Linked DNA regions of Mus musculus: regions 1, 2 and 4 are each linked to region 3. Evidence: chromatin contacts called from public Hi-C and HiChIP or PLAC-seq data. All regions are on one chromosome and are shown on one strand. Each heading gives the region's core, a stretch centred on a gene start, on an enhancer-like site or on the middle of the called end of the contact. The rest is flanking DNA. Distances are from core to core; before and after follow the strand shown. Region 1 overlaps Erc1 (ELKS/RAB6-interacting/CAST family member 1). Region 2 overlaps Erc1 (ELKS/RAB6-interacting/CAST family member 1). Region 3 holds the start of Rad52 (RAD52 homolog, DNA repair protein). Region 4 overlaps Erc1 (ELKS/RAB6-interacting/CAST family member 1).

Evidence for each region. A called contact is a pair of places that touch in the nucleus more often than the background predicts. HiChIP or PLAC-seq counts read pairs in DNA pulled down with a chosen protein or histone mark.
Region 1: an H3K4me3 HiChIP or PLAC-seq map of the SCID.adh cell line shows a contact between it and region 3, with 11 read pairs. The contact joins the enhancer-like site here to the promoter of Rad52 in region 3. A contact is called at or near these places in 1 of 39 promoter capture datasets (embryonic stem cells), 6 of 115 datasets of contacts at active chromatin or transcription factors (the SCID.adh cell line, bone marrow-derived macrophages, embryonic fibroblasts and 2 more) and 4 of 9 other capture datasets (adipose tissue, embryonic stem cells, liver and 1 more).
Region 2: an H3K4me3 HiChIP or PLAC-seq map of bone marrow-derived macrophages shows a contact between it and region 3, with 4 times the contacts expected there. The contact joins the enhancer-like site here to the promoter of Rad52 in region 3. A contact is called at or near these places in 1 of 39 promoter capture datasets (neural stem cells), 1 of 484 Hi-C or Micro-C datasets (nephron progenitors), 8 of 115 datasets of contacts at active chromatin or transcription factors (the SCID.adh cell line, bone marrow-derived macrophages, embryonic stem cells and 1 more) and 1 of 9 other capture datasets (embryonic stem cells).
Region 4: a contact with region 3 is called in a Hi-C map of liver, with 1.6 times the contacts expected there. The contact joins the enhancer-like site here to the promoter of Rad52 in region 3. A contact is called at or near these places in 1 of 484 Hi-C or Micro-C datasets (liver) and 4 of 115 datasets of contacts at active chromatin or transcription factors (cardiomyocytes, embryonic stem cells, large pre-B cells and 1 more).

The regions. Positions count from the first base shown.
Region 1 is chr6:119,747,725-119,750,675 of GRCm38.p6, forward strand. It overlaps Erc1 (ELKS/RAB6-interacting/CAST family member 1), which reads right to left. Exons shown (of 21, transcript NM_053204.2): 12 at 2,114-2,254. Among named protein-coding and RNA genes, the nearest start is that of Erc1, 99 kb to the right of the region's middle. Within about 2 kb of position 1,542, at least 16 of the 459 cell types and tissues checked have an H3K27ac peak or open chromatin away from gene starts, as enhancers often do. A contact at or near this core is called in the SCID.adh cell line, where this site is marked.
Region 2 is chr6:119,713,768-119,717,066 of GRCm38.p6, forward strand. It overlaps Erc1 (ELKS/RAB6-interacting/CAST family member 1), which reads right to left. Exons shown (of 21, transcript NM_053204.2): 16 at 1-44. Among named protein-coding and RNA genes, the nearest start is that of Erc1, 130 kb to the right of the region's middle. Within about 2 kb of position 1,389, at least 20 of the 459 cell types and tissues checked have an H3K27ac peak or open chromatin away from gene starts, as enhancers often do. A contact at or near this core is called in the SCID.adh cell line and bone marrow-derived macrophages, where this site is marked.
Region 3 is chr6:119,901,448-119,904,410 of GRCm38.p6, forward strand. Rad52 (RAD52 homolog, DNA repair protein) reads left to right here and starts at 1,251. Exons shown (of 12, transcript NM_001166381.1): 1 at 1,251-1,388.
Region 4 is chr6:119,672,987-119,675,914 of GRCm38.p6, forward strand. All of the region lies in intron 17 of Erc1 (ELKS/RAB6-interacting/CAST family member 1), which reads right to left. Among named protein-coding and RNA genes, the nearest start is that of Wnt5b, 130 kb to the left of the region's middle. Within about 2 kb of position 1,530, at least 18 of the 459 cell types and tissues checked have an H3K27ac peak or open chromatin away from gene starts, as enhancers often do. A contact at or near this core is called in liver, where this site is marked.

The DNA.
Region 1 (2,951 bases), core at 292-2,791, 150 kb before region 3:
TAAAATTCAATATAGTACTTGAAGTCCTGGACACAGCAATAAGAGAAAGAAGTAAAAGGGATACAAACAAACCAGAACTGAGCTGAAAGTGTCCTCTCTACTAGCCCCCTTTCATAGCAAGGATGGTGCACTGCATGCTACTAAGGGAGAAAAAGCAATGCTCTTCTCTAGCTAAGAACCCGATGAACTTTAACACCACTTGCCAGGCAAGATACACCCCCCACCCCCGGTGCAATAGTGACACTACTGTTATGGGGACAACCAAGAACTCCATCATTAGTTTGGGGGCCCACTACACAATAAGTATTAACATTTCTAATGCTATAAACACAATTAAAACAACTAGGGTTTTAGTATTATTTAAGGGGTAACTTAGTGCTGGTCTTTAGCTAAGTTGAAATAGTGCCAAGCTGCTTTCTAAATATCTATAATTATACCCATGTATATTACTCTCTGTCTTAATCAGATAATGTTGTCTTTGGAATGAGAAATGGCAAAATGCAAAAGACTCATGGTTGCTCAAGATACTAAGAAAAGGTGATGGTTTAGTGCTCAGCCCTCAACAACATATACCACTCCCTCTCGGGCTAAGGGAGCATAACTGAAGAGAAGGTATTAAGAATGTAAGGGTGAGACATATGCAGGAAAAATGCTACCTTGCGGGCATGATGTAGTCATGATCTCATGTGGCTGACAGCAGTAGGCTTCCAGGAGATGGGACTGCTGTCAACAGTCAACTGGGAATTGTGGAGGGTCCTATGTGGTCCTAGTCCATCCTGCTATACTATGATCTACTGAATAGATTTCAGGTGAGTGGCAAACACTGTGGTCAGCACTGATGAGCTCAACATGTTCCACTCATTAACACCAAACCATGGTCACACAGCCCTGCTGTGCTGGTTTGTTTTTATTAACTTAACACAAGTTAAAAGCGTCTAGGAAGAAGAAATCTCAATTGAGAGATTGCCTCCATCAGGCTGTCTACAGTCTATGGAGTACTTTATTAACTAATTCTTGATGTGGCGAGGCTCACCCCATGTGGGCAGTGCCACCCTGGGCAGATGGTTGTATAATAAGCCATGGAGATCAACCATCCTTCCATAACCTCTGCCTCAGTTCCTGCCCTCATTGCTCATCATGGTGAACTGTAAGCTTTTCGAAATAAACCCTTTCCTCCTCATGTTGTTTGTGGCCAAGGTGTTTATCACAGCAACAGAATGTAAACTAAGACACCTGGCTTTAAACTCAGTGTCATACAAGAAACAAAAAACAACAGCAACAATTACAACAACAAAAGCTGAATTCAAGAAAGGGACTTGGGGGGCATGTAAAAAAAATGAAAATGGGAGAGAAGGTGACAGTAATCAAAATGTACAATATGTATTATGGAACTGTTAAAATAGCACAGACTTCAAAAATGATTCTAGTAACAAGCCAGGATGTTAATTCACTATCAAATGTCTAGCCTAATTGGAGTGACTGAAAACTACAGAATGGTATGAGCAAAGGGAAAGAGAAACAGCAAAGCGCAGTCTGCAGGAACCTTCTAGAAGCCACCCCACCCCCACCCCATCCCCGAGATCAAAGTCTTCCTCCTCCGTGTGCTGAAGCTTGATGTGCCAGTGTTCATTACTGGGGTGATTGGAAACGAGACAGCACATCTGACCAAATCTGTGGGTTAATCCCTGAACCACACTGTGATGGCACCGCTGAGGGGTCAGACTGAGAGGTGGGATCTCAGCAGAGGAAGCAGATCACTAAGGACACGATCTGAGATGAACACTTTGTCCTCGCTTCTATCTGCTGCTTTCCTGGTGGCCAGGATGTTCTGCCTCACTAAACACTAGAAGCATTGGAATCATCTAACCTTGGACTGTAACTTTTCAAACTACAAAGCTAAATAAATCTTTTCCTACTTCAGTACTGTTTATCTTAGGTATTTGGTTATAACTGCAATACCTTAAAACAATAAAAAATAAAAATAACTCTAAATTCTATATTGTCACTATAAATCCTTAACTTTAAAAAAAGAAAAAGAAAAAAAAAAGGCACTCAGAGCTATCTACAGTGTTCCTATGTAAAGAAAAACAATAATGGTAACTTTTTCTTCAACCTTTTTCAACTGTGACTCCATTTTTAGGCACTCTTCCTTCTTCTGCTCAAGAGCAATTTCTAGGGTCTTGAGCCGCGAGTCCTTTTTGAGTCCTGAGGAAGCCAGGGAAGAAGCATGCTCTTTGATATCCAAGAGAGAAGCCTAAAAGAAGCAAGGCATAGTTACAATAAATACTGTGAAATAAAATGTGGATTTAATTTTTTTAACATATATTCATAGTATTTGGACGTTTCCATTTCAAGAACATCCATGAACTATAAAACTTCCAGACACTGGCTTAGCTTTCAGATATCAGTTAAAAGCAGGTGGATCCTCAGTACTAATAAAGAGTCCTAAAAACGCCTGGGGATGAAACTCAGGTAAAGAGTTTGCCTAGTAGGCATTACGTCCTAGGTTCAATCTCCAGCTACACATAAACAAGGCACAGAACACACCTGTAGCTGCAGAACTCAGGAGGTAGAGGCAGGAGGATCAGAAGTTGAAGGCCAGCCTGAATTACAGGAGGCCCTGTCTCAAAAACAGAACAAGGCTCTAACCCACTGCACTTATTCTCCCAAGGTAAAGGGGAATGAGCTTTAAGAACAGAAGTAGCCAAACTCAGTAACTACACTGATTTGAGCATGCATGTTTTCCCTCTCTTAGCAGGAAGTTCTTGTAGAAACTTACTTCTACAAACTTTCTACAGTAATTAGACAGACCTACTGGATTTGTCATTACACAACATTGAACTTTGTAGCTACTTAAGTGATTCTGATAGGATTATTAAAAAATAAGAACAAAACTCACGAAGTGAATCAAGTTATAGGCTATGATGTTTCTAATAGTGGTTCTGATTAGA
Region 2 (3,299 bases), core at 139-2,638, 190 kb before region 3:
TCTTCCAGCTCTTCAATCCTGTCATCCTTCTTACGGAGACTGTCCTGGAAAACGATGAAGACCCGGTGAAGTAGGTTACTCAGTTACCTCAAGGAGTGCCTACCCATCAAGGAAGAGCTATCATTAAACATCCTTCTATTCAGAAGCAAACTGAGGCCAGAAAGATTCCTCCATAGAGTAAAGAATTAAACAAGGGAAGAAGAGAAATAAAGGAAGCTGAAGTCTGTTATTAAGAGCATAGGATAAAGTTAGTGAAGCGAGGCAGACATGATGGGTTTGCTCTCTGCAACAGAGAGAAGGAAGTGCTGGTGTTAGATGGCATAAGCAATAAGAGGTTAACTATTTAAAAATACAAAGCTATTTTTAAAACCTACCACTTAAACTGGGCTGAAAGCCAGCTCTGATGGAGTCTGTACTTAGAGTCAATACCACAAGACTATCTCCCTTTGAAAGTCACAACTAGATGACAGACTCGAGCTTCATAAAGACAATTTCTGAAACATTTCTTTTCAAAAAGGAACATGCTTACTAACATTTGAATAAAGTGAGACTTTGCCTTCTCCTGAAAAAACTAGAAACACACACATATGTATACATATACCTATGAATACCACTGGTTTGAATATGAATGAGCAATTTAGTTAAGCAAGTAATACACTCTAGTAGGAGTTTGTAATGTTACTTTTCATCTATGTAGCAAAACTCTTATTAGTCTTAAGGATCTCAAGGACAGTATAGCAGTAGGAAAGATAAAAGAAAAAGCCAAGAATGGAACCATGGATTTCTCAGACTATTCTAAGCATTTTCTTTTTGATTTATTAAGGGGATGGGGGAATGCAAACCAAAGGATTTGGAACACAGTACTATATTTGATACTTGAGTTTTGTATTCAAATATGAAAATGAGTAACAAGGTTGCCTATATGTTGATACAAAGAAGAATAAAAGCAAGCCCTTATCTCTTAGTATCTGTTAACTCAAATGAACTAAAGAACTGAAGCTAAAACCAGGCATGGTAACTCCTACCTACACAACAGCACTCGTAAGGCTGAGGCAGGAGGTTGTCCATGAGATCAAGGCCATCTTGAACTACAGTGTGAGACACAGTCTCAAAAAAGACGAGAGAGGAAGAAAGAAGAAGAAAACAAAACTAAGAAACTGGGGGCAGGGGGTGTTTCATGACAGTGGGTTGGGGATAGTGGGGTTTGGGTTCTGCTTTTAAAAATAAAACCAAAAAGTGATGGCAACAGAAACAAAATCAAACAACTGTGATTACCTCAGATAATAACATTCTTGGCTTTACAGCAAATAATCAAAATAACAAAGCAACACTTACAGAAGAGAGTAAATTTTCCCAACTATATATCTGACAAGGGTTAATACTCGAAAATGAGAACTAAACAGCAAGAAAAAGATCCAACTCGTTCATAAAAAGGACAGGAGATGCATAGATACCTTAAAAGAACACATAAAAATGACACATAATTTTGAAAACAAACTCTTCAATGTTACAAGTCATTGATGAAATGTAATTAGAAACCACAAAGATATATTTCAGTCCTTTTGGATCACTATAAAAGACAGGAAGTGAGTACTCATGAGGATGCAGGCAGGGACTCTTTCTCATTCACTATGGCAGACAGGATGGAGCTTCCTCAAAATACTAACACTCAACTACTGCATGAGTCAGCAGTTCCACTCCTGGACATTGAAATGAAAGGATATTGGTGGGCTGCAGGAACATCTACCTGACCAGTCTTACGACAGCACCACATGACGGCTCATGGCTAAACAACAGTCAGGACCAGAATCAGCCTAAGTGTCTATCAATAGATGAATGGATGAGGAAATAGTCTATCTTCCAGCCAGTGAGATGACTCAACCAGCAAAGCTAGATGCTTTGAGTTCAATTCCCTAGAACTTGCATGAAGAATGAACAAGCTGTCTCTACAAAGTTGTCCTCTGCCTTCCATACAAGCACATGGCATATCACGGTATTTCCCCTTATCATACAGACATGTACAAAAACAACAATAATTTTAAAAAGAAAAAGGTTCTCCATGCCATCCGTACTCAGATTGTATGACTTTCTATCTTTCTATCTTCTTCTTCTCTATCTCCCTGGTCCAGGCAATTGCCAAAATTTATGGCTTACCTGATAGGGAGATTTTTAAAACATTAATAATAAAATCATCTTTAAGTTCAATAGTTTTTTTTTTAATGTGCTGTATATACACACCAGGAATACTACCAAACAGGGAGCGGGGGTCGGGGGGAAGGAGGGAGGGAGAGGGAGGGAGAGGGAGGGAGGGAGAGAGAGAGAGTTAGTTTTGTTTTCCATTATGACGATAACCCCAGAGGACATCAAGTTAACTGAAATGAGCTAAGTACATGACGCTAAACTGAGCATATGGAATGTAAAAAGTTGATGTCATAGAATCAGAATGGAAGAGAAACAGTTTCCTTGTTTTGCTTTAATGTAAGGTAGCTAACCCAGCAAGGCTATTCCTGAACCTTGTCTTTCCTCTTTGGGTGGATAGCTAATCATGTCAGACTGAAGTCAGGAAGCCAGCAGTGCGTTGAGACACAGTAACCACCTACATCAGGAAGAAAGGACATGAAGTAGTCTGTGTTGTCAGCCCAGTTTGGATTCTTGGACACACCTTTTGCAAAAAATATATCCTTGCTAAAATACACTTGCTTTGTGTATTCTTTTATGGGACACCAAGATTACTGCTAAGAATTGGGGGCTTTTCTGGGAGTTCAAACCCAACTGGAATGTGTTCAGATTCCCTCCCTAAGGAGAGACATGGCCCTTTCCAACTGCAGTGGCTTCCAGGGTTTCTGGTGAAATACATTTTTTTCTATCAGCAATTACCCCAGTATGGAAGGTTTCTCCACAATACAGCAAAGGGTCCAAATGTGTAAAGACCACTGTAACCAGGCCCATGTGCGAACAGGCCAAGGGTAAGAAATGCTATGAGGGACAGCATCCTCTAGTCAGGCAAGTCATTCTGGATGCTGAAACTTGTAATGCATGAAAGGCAGTGAGGCCAGGATGTGAAATCATCTAGAAAGAGGAATGGGAAGCAGGGCTTCATGAGGCAGTAAGGAGAGAGAGGTACAGAGAGCCTCAAACAACAACAACAACAACAACAACAACAACAACAACAAAAGACAAGGGATTCTCTCAGACAGAAGCAAACCAAATTCTTCTGGTCAGCAAGCAGCTTTCTAACTCTGTTCAATATTCTCCTCTCTATCCTAAGTGAAGATGGGTTGATCAATGCTAAATAAGTT
Region 3 (2,963 bases), core at 1-2,500:
TGGGCAAATGAGTGTCGTATGTTTACGGTGCCTTCAGAGGCCAGAAGAGAGCACTGGGTCCCCTTGAACTGTAGTTACAGGTAGTTGTGAGTCCCCTAATTTGGATGTGGGGAACCTAACTCAGGTTCTCTGAAATAGTACGTGCTCTTAAACTGTGGAGCGATCTCTGTAGCCGTAGATGTTCAGGTTCTCCTCCCCTGTCGTTGGGATTGAGTCCATTACTTCCTACATGCCAGGCAAGAGTCCTACTACTAAGCTATAATGCCAACCCTCTTTTTACCTAGACAGGTTTTAAGCCCAGGCTGTCCTTGATTTTGGGATTCTCCTATCTCAGCTTCCCCAGTAGTTTGAGTTACAGGTCTGTGCCACCAGAATGGAAATTTGGTACTCTTGCATCGGCCAGTAGCACAGTTTCAAATGATGTTTTTCTTTTCTTCGAGACAGAGTTTCTCTGTGTAGCATCCTCGAACTCAAGACATCTGCCTGCCCCTGTCTCCTGGGTGCTGGGATTAAAGATGTGGCCACCACTGCCCTGAGAAAGAGTCTTTCCTTTTTGTGCAAGTAATGGGCAAGTTGAGTGACCAGCTAATTCCAGAAACAGAATTCTGAGTTTCTCTTGTAGCTAGTGTCATTGTCCTGTTATCTTGGTCTTGTCAGTATGGACCCTACAATGTGCTAAAGGACTTTCGATTTATTTATTAACTGCATCTGACTCCGTGTTTCTGGGAAGATTAGTTAAGTCAACCATCTAGGAAAACACGAAAGATCCTGGATATAGTGGCCATATAATGAATTGGTTAAATTGCAACAATCTGAAGGCCTGACCATTAAAAACAAAAAGTTCTCAGTATATAAACTACACATTGGAGACGTAGATCTGTTGTAAAGCAGAAAACATCATAAACTGAGATCAGTCTGTGTTTAACTTGGAGTGATGCCTAAAGTGTAACTGTCATCCAGTTAGTTCCGGTTGAATTTCAGGGGAAATCCCACTGGCTGCCAGGGTCTCAGAGTTTAAAAGCACACCGAGGAGAGGTTGGCTCCGGGCGTCACCCAGCCGGGTCACACCAGGGACCCTCGCAGGGCGCCTACGGAAACCGAAGCGGCTTGCTGCGGCTGCGGGAAGGCTGATCGCCGCGGGCGGTGAGATAACAGCCCAAGAGCGCTCAGGATGCTGAGTCCTCCGCCGCTTCCAGTTCGCGACTTGATTTGCGACAGCCTGCTTTGCGGCTCTCGGCGCCTTCTGACTTGACTTACGGCCTTTCCTTCTGTTTTTCTTTGGGCGAGGACTCTGAGCTTGCAGAGTCTCCATTCCTTCTGCGAGGCCCTCTCCGGCTTCCCGGCAGGCACCCGGACCGAGCTCCTGCGTGCACCGCGTTCCGAAGCGCGTGAGTGAGGACGGTCCTCGCCGGGGTGGTTCTAGCGGGGTCGGGGAGCGTGGGGCCTTTCGGATTCGGGCGGCTGCTGGACACGCCCGGCACGGGGGCGTCTCCACCGGGGAGGCCGAGCCCTGAAGCCCCCACGGTTGCGCTGGATCTGGAGGGAGGCGCCTGGTCCGGGGTTGCTGACCGCGTGCTCGGGAGCACCGTGCGACACGCGCGCTGACTGTTAACAGGACTGTCTAGGACAGGGTGAAGTCGGAGGGAGTCGGTGGGGCTGAGAAGAAACTGTGGACTTGAGGAGTTTGACATTCAGGGTAGCCTTTCTGGACTTTGAAAAACGAAGCGTGCATTAGTACGGTTAAATTCACTCCTCGGGGGTGTACAGTTCTCTGGTTACTCATATGCTTGGGGGTTGTGTAACCCCTAGCAACATCGAATTCCATAACATTTTCATCACTCCTAAATAAATCCAGAAGCCACAGTTAGCTCTCCCTCTCACTTTTCCCGTCATCCTAGGACCCCCGTCTGCTTTGTCAGTGAACCTGTTTCACTTGTATGAAATACAGTACTTTGTGTGGGTTTCGGTGGGATCTGTTCCGCAGAATAAAGTTCCGATGTTTGTATCTCGTTTGAATTATCCATCAGTTGATTAAGTTGATGGTCATCTAGGCTGATTCCCCTACATGGCCATCTCAATATTGCTTCTTTAATAAGACCTGGACAATTAACAGCACCAGTTGACATGCCAACTTGGATTGGGGGAGGGGTCTTAAAGGGCCCCGCCCTTAGATGAAGAGCTATACGCAATTAATGACTGTCAGAAAGGGAGAATGGCTTTCCCAGAGATGAACCCCCTAATGGATTACCCAGTACCAAGTGATCAGCCCTAAAATTGTACATGTACATGCTACATTAAACAGACTTAGGGGTTATATTTATTTATTCATATATGTATGTCTCTGTTGTCTGTGTAAAACAAAACAGAAAAAGGCTATGAAGTTGAGAGAGGGATATGAGGGATTGGAGGAGAGAGAGAGGAAATGATGTGAATTATATTTTATTTAAAAAACTGGCTGCTGCTCTTCCCAAGGACCTGGGTTCAATTCCCACCACTCACATGGTGGCTTACAACTGTCTATATCTCTAGTTATAAGGGATACCTTCTTCAGTACTTGTGGTGCACAGATAAGCATGCAGGCAAAACACACATACTTATATAATACAAACATTAATTTTTTTTTTTTTTTTTTTTTGGTTTTTTCAAGACAGGGTTTCTCTGTGTAGACCTGGCTGTCCTGGAACTCACTTTGCAGACTAGGCTGGCCTTGAACTCAGAAATCCGCCTGCCTCTGCCTCCCAAGTGCTGGGATCAAAGGCGTGTGCCACCATCACCTGGCTGTTTTTTTTTTTTTTTTTTTTTTTTTTTTAAAGAATCAAAATTTCTAATCTTTAAAAAAAAATGCAGGCTGGAGAAATGGCTCAGTGGCTAGGAGTAGTGGCTCTTCTTTCAGAGGACCTGAGTTCAATTTCCAGCACCCACATGTCTATAACTTCCATTGCAGAGGACCCAGCACCCTCACA
Region 4 (2,928 bases), core at 280-2,779, 230 kb before region 3:
AAATGAAAAGACAAAGTCCAAAATAATATACCATTATAGTGAAATCTTACTATAAAGCCAGAGTGATGTTTTTAGCAACATGAATTTATGGAACTAAACCAATTACATATGGGCATTAGTTTCTACATGAAATAAAAGAATACATGTTCTACACAGGACATAACAGCATTCTGTAAAGAGAGGTCAGTACATAAACAGCAAAAAACAACATAAAAACAAATTTTGATTTATTTATTTCTCTAAGTTTTACTTCCTTTATTTTTGAGACGGAGTCTCATGTAGCTCAGGGGCTGAGCCTGTAGCCCTGAACTCTCTGATCTCCCTGCCTCTGGGATTAAAAGTATGACGCCAGCCCACCTTGTTGTTGTTGTTGCTGTTGTTTTTATGTGGTGCTAAAGGTCAAGCCCAGGCCTTCATGCAGGCTAAGCACAAGCACTCTGCCTCTGAGCCACATCTTTCAAGTTCTACAATATTTACACTCAAACTTCCCATGCTTCAAATCAGTTACGAGATGTCAGGCAGAGTAAGTTGTCTAAAACTTTTCTGTTTGGGGGCTGAGGCAATGGCGCAGGGTTAGGCCAGATCTGGCAGTCTGTTTTTAACCCCCAGAACCAACATGGTGGAAGAAAAGAGCTGACTTCTGCAAGATGTCCTCTGACGTCCATATGTATATGTAGCATAGTAGACAGAAAGCCAACACATAGGGGCAGATACTCTAGTACATGTAAAACACATCCATATACAGCAGTGGAATAAAACAAAAACAAAAACAAAAAACAGAGTCTTTTGCTTGTGTGTTTTGTTCTGGGGTAGGGAGTAGGAAAAAAAAAAAAAAAAAAAAAAACCAAACCCAAACTATGGAGGCCAGGCTGTCCTCCAAGTTGTGATGGTCCTGCCTTGGCCTCCTGAGTGCTGGGATTACATACCTGGCTCAAAAGTGCCAGTTATGATCATAGAGCCACTGGACAGTATTGTTGTTGGCTTTTAAATAGAGAGGCAATGGAATTGACATTAATACTATTAATAAGAAAGAAAAATGAAGGAAAAAAAATCACCATTTTGGAATATAAAACAGTATCACAAATAGGGCAAGTATTGCAAAGCACTGTTACAGGAACAAGGGCTCAAGGGGGGGGTTCTTTGCTACCACCCCTCCATTGTTAAGGATGGAGTTTTCTGGAAAAATCTTTTCTATAACCTCGCCTTCTACATAACAAAGCTGCGAATCACACAGTAAATTCTTGGCATTACCTTGAAGAGAGGGGGTGTGCGTAGAACTGCCACTACCCCCAACACTGAACTGCTCAGCAAATGGCTTGCTGGACCATAAACTAACCTCTGTGGAGGGCCCCATGGAGACACCCACACACTCTGCTGCTCAGTGCCAGGGCCCCCCAATACTCTGAGGGCTTATTCGCAACTCCAAATGCTCTGCCAGTTTCTCTTGGCTCCAGAGACAGCTTCACCTGCAGGGTTTCATTTTTCTGCTTGACACCTCAGTGTTGATTTTCCTATACAGGACAAAAGAGCTCTCTCCAGTGCGCCTCACACAATTACACAATTGCTCCATTGTAACTCAGGAGACGATTAATGATTGGGTTTTATTTGATTGTAGTTTTGATTAATCCTGACTGTTTAATTTGTGACCTTTGCTGGAATCCCAAGGGCTGGGATCAGAGCATGCACACTGTACCACTGTACTTGGAGCAGTTTGAGCTTGCCAATTTATTTCATGCCTCATTAGCCACAAAAGCTATGAAATTTTAGTCCAAAAAACAGCTCTTTTTTTTTTCTTCAGAGTTTGGGTACAGAATCTTGTAGGGGTTTTCATTTGTATTTAGACATGGTAAGCTAATAATTAGTCCATGTTGGTTATGCTCCAAAAGCTCTAATTCCATCTGGCAGGTGTCTTAGTGAAACTCCAAATCCAAGCAACACACATCACCACACGGCACAACACACATCACCACACGGCACAACACACATCACCACACGGCACAACACACATCACCACACGGCACAACACACATCACCATGCGGCTGCCCTACTTTCCCAGGGCACGGAGTCAGCTGGCGAAAGGGAGTGTGTGGGAGTAGATCTAGGGTTGGTTTTTCTTTTCACACATTACAACATTCTATGACATGTTTCTTTGAAATAATAACCAAATCTATATCAATAAACTCAATCTATCACATCACAGAAAGGGTGCCATTTTTAATTATTTACTACCTGACAATCAGGTCTCTGATATTTCCCTGAATAATTCATAATATCCATATGATTTATCAAAAAAAATCTTTGAGTGTATGAAGAACTAACAAACTATGAAAGAGTAGGCTACTCTTTTACTTGATATGTAAATGGACCAGCTGACTAATAACCTCACTACAAAGCCAAAGGACACATGAATGTGCACTGCTTTGCTTATGGCTGGTATGGTCCATATCACATCATAGGACCCAATGACTCAAGCTCACTGTTTTTGTTTTGCTTTGGCCATATTTTTTTTTAATACATCTAACTTTCAATCATCTTAAAGGCATTTAAAAGTAATTCCAGTTTCAAGCACTTAGAAGCAAAGTACCAGGCTCTTACTGTTCTCTAACTCAGAGAAAGCAAGCTCCCTACTGCTGAAGTTTCAGTATTGCTGCCAGGATCACATTAAGCTCCCGGGGTCAAGCCATTTTCCTGCCTCAGCCTTCAAGTAGCCAGGACTTGGACCTAGCTGTCAAAACAGTAGTGTTCTAATGGCTTACCCATATTTCTTTTCTAAAACATTCAGCATTAAGTTTCATAAAAATATATCTTTTCATATAAGGTCATTATTGGCATCATACAAGTATAAAGGACATAATTATAGTTTCACAAGTAAGCAGAATAAAAAAAAAGTTTGATAAGAAACAAAACTAAGCCGGACGTGGTGGCGC